Regions from separate parts of the Pan troglodytes genome. Here region 1 is linked to region 2. The links are chromatin contacts, called in public HiChIP or PLAC-seq maps. All regions are on one chromosome and are shown on one strand. The core of a region is the stretch at or near the end of the contact, and the rest is flanking DNA. Distances in the headings are between cores, read along the strand shown. Region 1 holds the start of CAPZB (capping actin protein of muscle Z-line subunit beta). Region 2 holds the start of NBL1 (NBL1, DAN family BMP antagonist).

Region 1 (4,713 bases), core at 629-3,128, 150 kb before region 2:
CCTGGAGAAGTCATTCTCCATCAAGGCCTGGGGCCGGGCCCACCTCCCCAAACAAGGAGTTTTCAGCCAAAGTTACTGGACAAATCCGAAGGCCTTAAAAGTGGCATTGCCCATGTTTTTAATCAGCATACAGGAAGGCATCAAAAGAAAGCTTAACCCATCTCAACTACTCACCCTCGTTCAGCAGCAACATCCCTTGACTAAACAAGGAACCATGGTCCTCAAAACACTTTGAGGCCCAAAGTCCACATACAAACATGCTCCAAAAATCCCTTGATCCTGTCAGGAAGAAGTTCTCTGGCCCTTCCAACCTAAGTGCTGGGCCTGTCCTGTGGAAGGGTCAAGTGGCAGGAGGGCAGGTCTATCTGTGGGGGCCTATGTGAAACCCCAGGTTCCTCAAAAGTCTGGATAGCATCTGCCTTCTTTACCAAAACAAACACCACGAGCGGAGCCAGCACTCTCCCTAGGCGTTCTGCTCACCTGATCCGAGGGACTTCCATAATCAGCAGTTCCAACCCTTACAAGCTGACAGTTCAGAGGGAAGGGGAGGCTGCGCCTGCTTGGGTGCATCGTGTCCAGGCCATATGCTGGATCCAGGGCCTGGTGGCCCCCCAAGGCCACGGCCTCACAAGGGCGATTGTGCGTTCATCCTTGTCCTGTGGGCCACCCATCCTCGCCCCTCGGCTCCCACTCAGGCCCGGGCGCCGCGGACCCCGGCCTGCCCTGCAGAATGCTTCGCACGCACAGCACCCACGGCGGCGGCCTCGAGAAGGGCCCGCAGAGCAGCGCGCTGCCTTCTGGGCACACCGATGCCCGCCCTTCCCTCGCTGGCTCCTAGGCGGCCTCCCTAGAAGCGGCAACTGAGAAGGCACAGCACCGGGACCACCCTATCCCTGATGGAGAGCTCCCCTCGCTCCCCAAAGGCTGCAAAGAAGGCTCGCCCCAGGTACAGGGAAGGGGACCCTGGGTCGTGCACCAGGCAGGGGGCAGGACCCTGATGAGAGGGTCAGGGCGGGGACCGAGCGGGGCTGACGCAGGTTACGCTAGGAGTGGTGAAAAGTCCAGGGAAGGGGATCATGGTGGGGAGGAGGCAGTGAGGTCCAGACGGGGGCCATGGGCGGAGAAGAGGAGGTCCAGATTTAAGTTCACAGAGAGAAGAGGAGATTCAGGCTGAGGCCACGGAGAAGAGGGGAAGCAAACCTAGGCCGCTGCAGAAGGGGCTGACCGGGGTCCAGCCTGAGGCCATGGAGAAGGCAAGGGAGGGAGGGACAGAGGGAGGCAGCGGCCTAGCCTGGGCCATGGCAGGGAGAAACGACGGCCTAGCCTGGGCCGGAGAGACGGGGGAAAGCAGACCCAGCCCTAGACCGGGGGAGGAAGGGGGCCCACGCCAGGGTCACCGAGGGGGTGCCTGGCTGGGGCCACGGTTCGGGAGGGAGGGTCTAGCCTGGACTATGGGAGAGACCAGCCTGAACACAGAGGTGGTGAGTGGGACTCCAGCTTGCGCCAAGGGCGGGGGCTGGGAGCGGGGGCAGGGTCACTGCCACCCAAGTCGTCCGCGCCGGCGGCACCCTCCTGGGCGGGGAGGGACCGGGTCCACCCAGGGTCCGGGACCCCGCCCCTCCCCCACCCCGGGAAGCCACCCGTCCCAGGCCAGGGATGGGCAGGGGGAGGGGGACGCGAGCTCCGGAGGGGCCCCCGGGCCGGGGAGGGGGCCGTGCGGCCTTTACCATGGTGGCGGCGGCGGCGGCGGTCCCGGTCCCGGCGTCAGTGGCTCTCCCCCCCGCAGCAGGGCCCGGCGCTTCCACTTCCCCGGGTGCCCAGGAGTGAACATCCGGGTCAGCACCCCCCTCCCCCCGCGCCGGGCCGCCGCCACCTTCCTTCCCCGCCCCGGCCCGGCCCGGGCCCGCCCCCCACGCCGCCAGCTCGCGGCCAATGAGCGCGCGGGGCTGCGGCGATCGCCAAGTATGGAGAGCGGCGCGAGAGGCGGGCGCCGACGGGGTGCGGGGGCGGGGCCTGCGAGGCGGGGCGGGGCGCGGCGCTGCGCGGCGCGGCTGCCGGGGGTCCCCGGCACGGGTTGCGGGCCGGGGCGGAAAGGTCTCCTGGCTGTCTGAGGTCCAGTCCCCGACTCTGGGCCTGCAGCAGCGAGTGGCGGCGAGGGAACCGCACCCCACAGTCCCCGCGGGCGGGGATGCGGAAGGCACCGCGGCTGGGAGGGGACCGGCCCTCCGCGCCCCACCCCGTGCACGCGCTCATTCCTGCGGCGCACCCGGAACTGCCGCCGAGCGCGGACCGGCCCGGCCCGGCCCGGCCCAGCCCAACCCAGCCCAACCCAGCACTGGGGGAGCGCGCCGGGAGCGGGGCAGGAGCCCATCGCTGCCGCTCGCTACGGCAGGATCTGGAGCGCCGCGCTGCACCTGAGCCCGGGCACGAATTGAGGAGCCTCGGGCTGACGCCATTTATTCAGCACCTACTATGTACCAGGCCTTGTTTAGGCACCGGAAGATAACAGATAAGACATAAAGATCCCTGCCGGTATAGCTGCAGACAGAATAGCTGTGAGGATGACACAGGTAGAGATTAGAAAATTAAGTTCAACAGGTCGGCCGCGGTGGCTCACGCCTGTAATCCCAGCACTTTGGAAGGCCGAGGCGGGCCAAGGTCAAGAGATCGAGACCATCCTGGCCAACATGGTGAAACCCCGTTTCTACTAAAAATACAAAAATTAGCTGGGCGTGGTGGTTCGCTCCTATAGTCCCAGCTACTCGGGAGGCTGAGGCAGGAGAATCGTTTGAACCCGGGGGGCAGAGGTTGCTGTGAGCCAAGATCGCGCCACTGCACCCCAGCCTGGCGACAGAGCAAGACTGTCTCAAAAAAAAAAAAAAAAAAAAAAAAAAAGAAAGAAAATTAAGTTCAACAAATGCTAGCTGTTATGAGTACTGTTGGATGTGCTACAGAGAACCATTCCATTAGCCCAGAAGGGCTTCCTCGCTCCACAAAGTGACTCAAGTTTCTCTCTCCCAATCTCTCTCTCTCTCTCTCTCTCAATCAAATATTTGTTAAGCTTAGTCTAGGTAGCAGGAGAGACCTGGATTGCTAACAATATCTGCCTCCGTGGCCTGTTTGCTTTGGTTAAATCAAATTAGGCGATCTGTGAGGGGATGGTAAACAGCACAGATGACAGGAATTGTTTCCCTGAGCCAGGCCCTGTCCTCAGGGAGCTTATAGACAAGTCGAAGCTTTCACAGGTAGCCACTGGCAGAAAAAGCATACGGGTAAGTCTCGCAAGAATGGTATTGGATGAGTATTACAGAAATTCAAGGAAGAGAATGGCACACGCAGTAGATATTTATTGAGCATCTGCTATGTGCCAAGCACTGTGCTAGGCTCTGGAAATAGAGCAATGAGCAAAATAACCCCCATGGTTGTGGAGCTTGAGTGTTGTCAGGGAGACAGTCGGCCACCAGGCAAATACAGTGTCCAAGGCCAGGCATAGTGGCTCACGCCTGTAATCTCAGCACTTTGGGAGGCCGAGGTGGGCAATCGCTTGAAGTCAGGAGTTCCAGATCAGCCTGGCTAACATGGCGAAACCCCGTCTCTACTAAAAATACACAAAGTTAGCCGAGGCCGGGCGCAGTGGCTCACGCCTGTAATCCTAGCACTTTGGGAGGCCGAGGTGGGCGCATCACGGGGTCAGGAGATCGAGACCATCTTGGATAACACGGTTATCTCTACTAAAAATAAAAAAATTAGCTGGGCGCGATGACGGGCGCCTGTAGTCCCAGCTACTCGGGAGGCTGAGGCAGGAGAATGGCGTGAACCCGGGAGGCGGAGCTTGCAGTGAGCTGAGATCGCGCCACTGCACTCCAGCCTGGGCGACAGAGAGAGACTTCGTCTCAAAAATAAAATAGTAATAATAATAATACAGTGTCGGGTAGTGATTAGAGATAATGAGAAAAATTCAAGCAAACAGGTAGGCAGGCAAGGCCTAACTTAGCAATATTTGATCATATAGCTGAAGGGAAGGAGGGAGCAAGCCGTGTGGATAGCAGAGGCACAAGGAGCAGCAAGGGTAAAAACCCTGAAGGTGACAGTGCTGGATCAGCACTGGTGTGTTTTCAAGGGCCAGACAGGAGGCCAGTGTGGCTAGCCTAGGTCGAGCAGGAGCTGAAGGGCAGAGCAATGACAAGATTTGACCTAGGCTTTAAAAGGATCATGAGGCTGCTGTGTTCTGAATGGACTGTAGGGGGACTAGGGCCTTAGAAAGCCATTTCTATATTGAGGACATTTATTTATTTAAAAAGCACTGATATGGCACATCCTATGTGATGAACACTGTTAAGCACCTTACAGATAATAAGCCATTTAATCCTCATGACAGAAGCCTGAAAAGGTAAGGAGCGCCCAAGGTCACACAGCAGAGAGATGAAGCTGGCTTAGACCAGGGTAGTAGCATTGGAGATGGCAAGAAGTAGATAGTATTCTAGGTATTTCCTGATGTATTGGTGGTAGGCATGAGAAGAAAGGAATCAAGGATGATGCTAAGATTTTATTTTCCCATATTTAAAGACTTTGTCTTTTGTTTTTTTTTGTTTTGAGACAGTGTCTCAGTTCTGTTGCCCAGACTGGAGTGCAGTGGCGCAATCATAGCTCACTGCAGCCTCAACACCCCCGGACTCAAGTGATCCTCCCACCTCAGCCCCTCCCCGCCCCCGC
Region 2 (4,654 bases), core at 1,919-4,418:
AGTGCAGCATCCCTGCTGCAGCCTGATGGGGAGGAGCACTGAGGCAGCCGAGAGGGTGGAGAGGGTGTGGTGGGCACGGAAGCATGGACTTTGGTGTTGACAGGTCTGGGCTCGAGTCCAGGTTTTGTTAATCACTAGCAATGTGGTCTTGAGCAGGTAATGACACATTTTGGTGCCTCGATTTTTCTTACCTGTAAAATGGGAACAATGATGGGACTGTGGTAAGGATTAGAGGAGATGAAGCAGACAGAGTGACCAGCATAATGCCTGGCACAAAATGGGTAGATATTACTACCAAGTTACTTCCCAGGCCCCCTGCCCACACTGTAGCTTTCCCGTCACCAGACAGATGGTGACTCAACTCCAAACCCTTTGTCCCTGATTAGGGGGTTGGTGTTGTTCTTGAACCTCCCCGTGTTTGAGAGATGGTGGGCTGCCCTGTCAAGGGCACTGGCTGGAAGCTGTGGCTTCTACTCCTGGCTCTATGTGTGATCTGACCAGCTCATCAGGCTCCACAATTAGCTTTCTGCAATGGGGGAGTGGATTCTTACAACATGTAGAACTCTACTTTCTACCCTGCTCAGGGTCTGCATGAAAGATGGTGGGGGTAAGCTTTGGCTGCAAAATGGTAAATATTTCCTGAGTGTCTACTGTGTACAGTGCAGTGAGGCTGGTTTCTGCCGTACATGGTATACAGTTATCCAACAGACATTAGCTGGCATGGGCTTTTACTGTGTGACTTTAGGCGAGTTACTTAACCTTTCTCTTGACGTTCCTTTTTTCACTTTTTATTTATTTTTTTGAGACAAGGCCTTGCTGGAGTGACAAGCTCATTAGGTTCCACAATTAGCCTTCTGCAATGTTGTCCAGGCTGGAGTACAGTGGCACAATCATAGCTCACTGCAGCCTCAAACCCCTGGGATCAAGTGATCCTCCAGCCTCGGGATTTTTTTCACTTTTATTATTTTATTTGTTTGTTTGTTTATTTATTTATTTATTTATTTGAGATGGAGTCTCACTCTGTCTCCCAGGCTGGAGTGCAGTGGTGCGATCTCGGCTCACTGCAACCTCCGCCTCTCAGGTTCAAGTGATTCTCCTGCCTCAGCCTCCCGAGTAGCTGGGACTACAGGCACACGCCACCACACCTGGCTGATTTTTGTATTTTTAGTAGAGAGAGGGTTTCACCATATTGGCCAGGCTGGTCTCGAACTCCTGACCTCAAGTGATCCTCCTGCCTTGGCCTCCCAAAGTGCTGGGATTACAAGCATGAGCCACTGCGCCTGGCACTTTTAAAACAGAGACAATACTTACCTCATAGGTTTATTGGGAGAGTGGCAACAGCTTGCAATGGGATGAGGCACATGGTAAGGTGCTCAATATGTGTGAACTATTATAACGGTCATAGTTACCATTAAGGGAAGACCTATCTGTGCTACATTAATGGGGGATAATAATTACTTTATTTGCTGGGCGTGGTGGTTCATGCCTATAATCCCAACACTTTGGGAGGCCGAGGCGGGAGGATAACTTGAGGCCAGGAGTTGGAGACCAGCCTGGGCAACATGGCAAAACCCCATCTCTACTAAAAATACAAAAACTAGCTGGGCGTGGTGGTGGGCATCTGTAATCCCAGCTACTCGGGAGGCTGAGAATTGCTGGAACCCGGGACGCAGAGGTTGCAGTGAGCCGAGATCACGCCATTGCATTTCAGCCAGGGCAACAAGAGCAAAATTCTGTCTCTAATAATAATAATAATAACAACAACAACAACAACAACAACAACAACAACTTCATTCAACCAAATACATTGTACATCTCACCTGGCCTGCCCATAAGCAATGGAGACACTGAAATAAACACGATTCCTGCCCTCAAGGTCTAATGGAGGAAAGAGATGTACACAGCTATTCTAGAGGGAAATTGACATGAACAGAAGTTCTCATCCTGTGCTCCAGGATCACACTGGAGGAGGGAGATGCTCCCAGAGGGTCTTGGGAAGGCTTTCCAATCTGGAGCTGGAAGAATGTTTGCCAGAGATGAAAGGAGGGGAAGGGAATTCCGGGCAGAGGGAAGGGCGCAGGCAACAGCTAGGAGGCGCAGATGCAGGCTGGGTGTGGAGGGTGCGAGTAGGCTGGAGTACACCAGGGAGTTCCCAGCAGGCCACTAGGAGCCACCCAGGATGCTCGGCAACCTCATGAGTCAGATGAGCAGGGCTGTGTCTATCTGGAAGTTTCCAGCCAAGCTAGGTAAAACACATGGACACAGGTAACTATGCTGTAAAGCAAAATCCCCAAGTCCTACAATCGTGTCCCAGTGGTGTCCCTGGGCCACCACTTTCCAGAAGCAAAGTTATTTTCTCACCCCGTTGTTAAGCACACAGAATAGAGAAGGTACGGCCGCAATCCACCCAAGTGTCCACTGATTAGATAGGAACCCCCGAGGTGAGGCTGGAAGCTGGGGCCAGGAGCTCCACTCTTCCCAGGAGTCAGAGAAGTGAGTTCATTTGCTGGCTTTTTAGTTCCTAATAGTCCCTGGGGCTTTTCGGGATGCTTAAGCCAAGGGCGTGGGGCCGAGAGCGACACTAGGATAACACTAGGCAAGGCTGAGCAACCCAGGCTACCAACAGCACGGACTTGAACCGGGTCGCATGCCGGAGCGGACGGGATGGGGTGCACCGCAGAACTGCGGACTCCTGGTGCCGGGACGCGGCGGGCTGGGGCGCCCCACTCTCGGGGCAAGTCTGCAATGCCCGGTGCCCACAAAAAGGACACATCCATCTTTGTCACCCTGAGGCCTGGCACGGCCTGACGGCCCAGGCTCGGTAAAAGTCGGGCGGAGAGAGTGGAAGCGCAGAGAAACCCGGGGAGGGCGCTTAAGAACGGGCCAGGGCGCCCGGCTGGGCTGCCCTGCCTCTCGGGCGCCGGCCAGGCGTCCCGGCCGCCCCACCATGCCGTCGGAGCGCGCCGAAGCTCAGCCCGGGGCGGGCGGGCCGGGAGAGGGCCCGGGGCCCCTGCCGCTGCGGCGCCCCCTCCTGCGCACCCGGAGGGAGAGGCCGCGCGCGCCCGCCCGCTCTTTCTGCGCGCGGCCCTCCCCGCTGCCCCCGCCCTCGCGCCCTGTTTGGAGGGAGCCACCCTGACGTCGGAGCCGCTCCCCCGCGCCGCGCGCCCGCCCGGGGCCGCAGACAGCGCGCAGCGCAGCCCAGCCGAGCGTCGCGGGGCCGCCCCCAGCCCTGCCGGCCGCCTCGCCGAGCCTCCTGGGGCGCCCGGGCCCGCGACCCCCGCACCCAGCTCCGCAGGACCCGGCGGGCGCGCGCGGTAAGTCCCGCCCGGGCCGGCATGCGGGCGCCCGGCTTCCAGAGGCTTCGGTCGCGGGGGCAGTGCCGCGCCCCCAGCCCGGAGCTGCGTCCCCCGGCGCGTCCGGCGGCCGCGGGCACCGGGTGGAGGCGCCGCCGCCGAGCTCAGGAGCCCTGGGGGACCTGGCGGGCGCCTCCGGACGCCGGCGCTGGGGACGTGGGCGCGGCACGGGGTGGCCGGGGGGCACCGCCGCGTCCGGAGCCCGTCCCCAGACTCGCCCCGGGGTTCCGTTTCTGGATCGGAGTTTCCGCGGCCGGGAGAGAGAGGGAGCGAGGGAGGGAGATGCGTGGCCGGGCGGGCCGGGCTCGCATGTCCCCCGGCCGTGCCCGGGCCTCGCCGCGCCGCGCCTCTCGGCTCTGGACGTTTCCGCCTCCCGCGGCCCCCTCTGCTTCGGTCCCCACGTCCGTGTGTCTGTCTCTCCGTCGCCGTTTCCGCCGCTCACTTTCCCCTGGTCTGCCCGTCTCTTTCCGTTCCCCGCCTGCCTCCGTGTTCGGCTGCCCGCGTTTGTGTCTCTGCCTCTGGCTTTTCTCTCCCTCTCTCTGTCTCTGCGCTGCCCTCTGTGGGGGGCTCGCCCTGTGTCTGCGCCTCTCCCTGATCCCCCGCCCTCCGATCCAGACGATCCCCCCAGTGTCGGAGGCTCGCCTTCCCCCAGCGGGGTTCACGAATAGTTTCCTAGACCGGGTGCGGCAAACCCTCCCTCTGCCTCCCGCCGGCCCCGAGGCCTGGCCCGGGTCATCTCCCTGGAATTGAGTCTGGGGCAGGGAGAGCCAGCCTTTCCGGGGGCTCGGTTTTCTTAAGAATTCCACCCCCGCGAGGCCAGCTGGACGACAGGCCCTGCTGCGGGCCACCTGCCCGGCCCGCTCCCAGGGCGGGGCGATTCTGATCGTTTACAAGCGGCGGCAAAGGGGGCAGCCGCCTGCCTTGGCGTGGCCGGAGGTTGGCGGGCATCAAGGGAGAAGGCCACACTTCCAGGCTTTCGGAGGCCCTCGCTCCCCAAGCTGGACGCCACCAGCCTGTAACTAGGGGCACCCCAGGAAAACAGAGGTCAGGGCTGGAGGCCAAAGACCGGGCGCTGGCGGGGAAGCAATTTGTCAACAAGGAGCCCCTCACCCTTTGTTACTGCGGAATGGGGCCTCCCTAGACTCCCCCAGATGCTGGGACTGCTTGGGCGTGGTTTGCCTTGAGTTGGGGCCAAAGAAAAAGCGAGGCTGCAGCGTTTCCTCGGTGACCCCCACCCCTCTCCACCCACCCCTGCAAGCTGGACCTCTCTCCCGGGCCTGTGTTTTGGAGGGGTGGACAGG

What was found. HiChIP or PLAC-seq counts read pairs in DNA pulled down with a chosen protein or histone mark.
Region 1: a contact with region 2 is called in an H3K4me3 HiChIP or PLAC-seq map of stem cell-derived excitatory neurons, with 4 times the contacts expected there. The contact joins the promoter of CAPZB here to the promoter of NBL1 in region 2. A contact is called at or near these places in 1 of 7 Hi-C or Micro-C datasets (stem cell-derived neural progenitor cells) and 1 of 1 datasets of contacts at active chromatin or transcription factors (stem cell-derived excitatory neurons).

Annotation. Positions count from the first base shown.
Region 1 is chr1:211,711,439-211,716,151 of NHGRI_mPanTro3-v2.0_pri, reverse strand. It overlaps CAPZB (capping actin protein of muscle Z-line subunit beta), which reads right to left and starts at 1,878. Exons shown (of 9, transcript XM_003307839.6): 1 at 1,728-1,878. The coding sequence starts at 1,730.
Region 2 is chr1:211,557,932-211,562,585 of NHGRI_mPanTro3-v2.0_pri, reverse strand. It overlaps NBL1 (NBL1, DAN family BMP antagonist), which reads left to right and starts at 3,168. Exons shown (of 4, transcript XM_016939666.2): 1 at 3,168-3,314.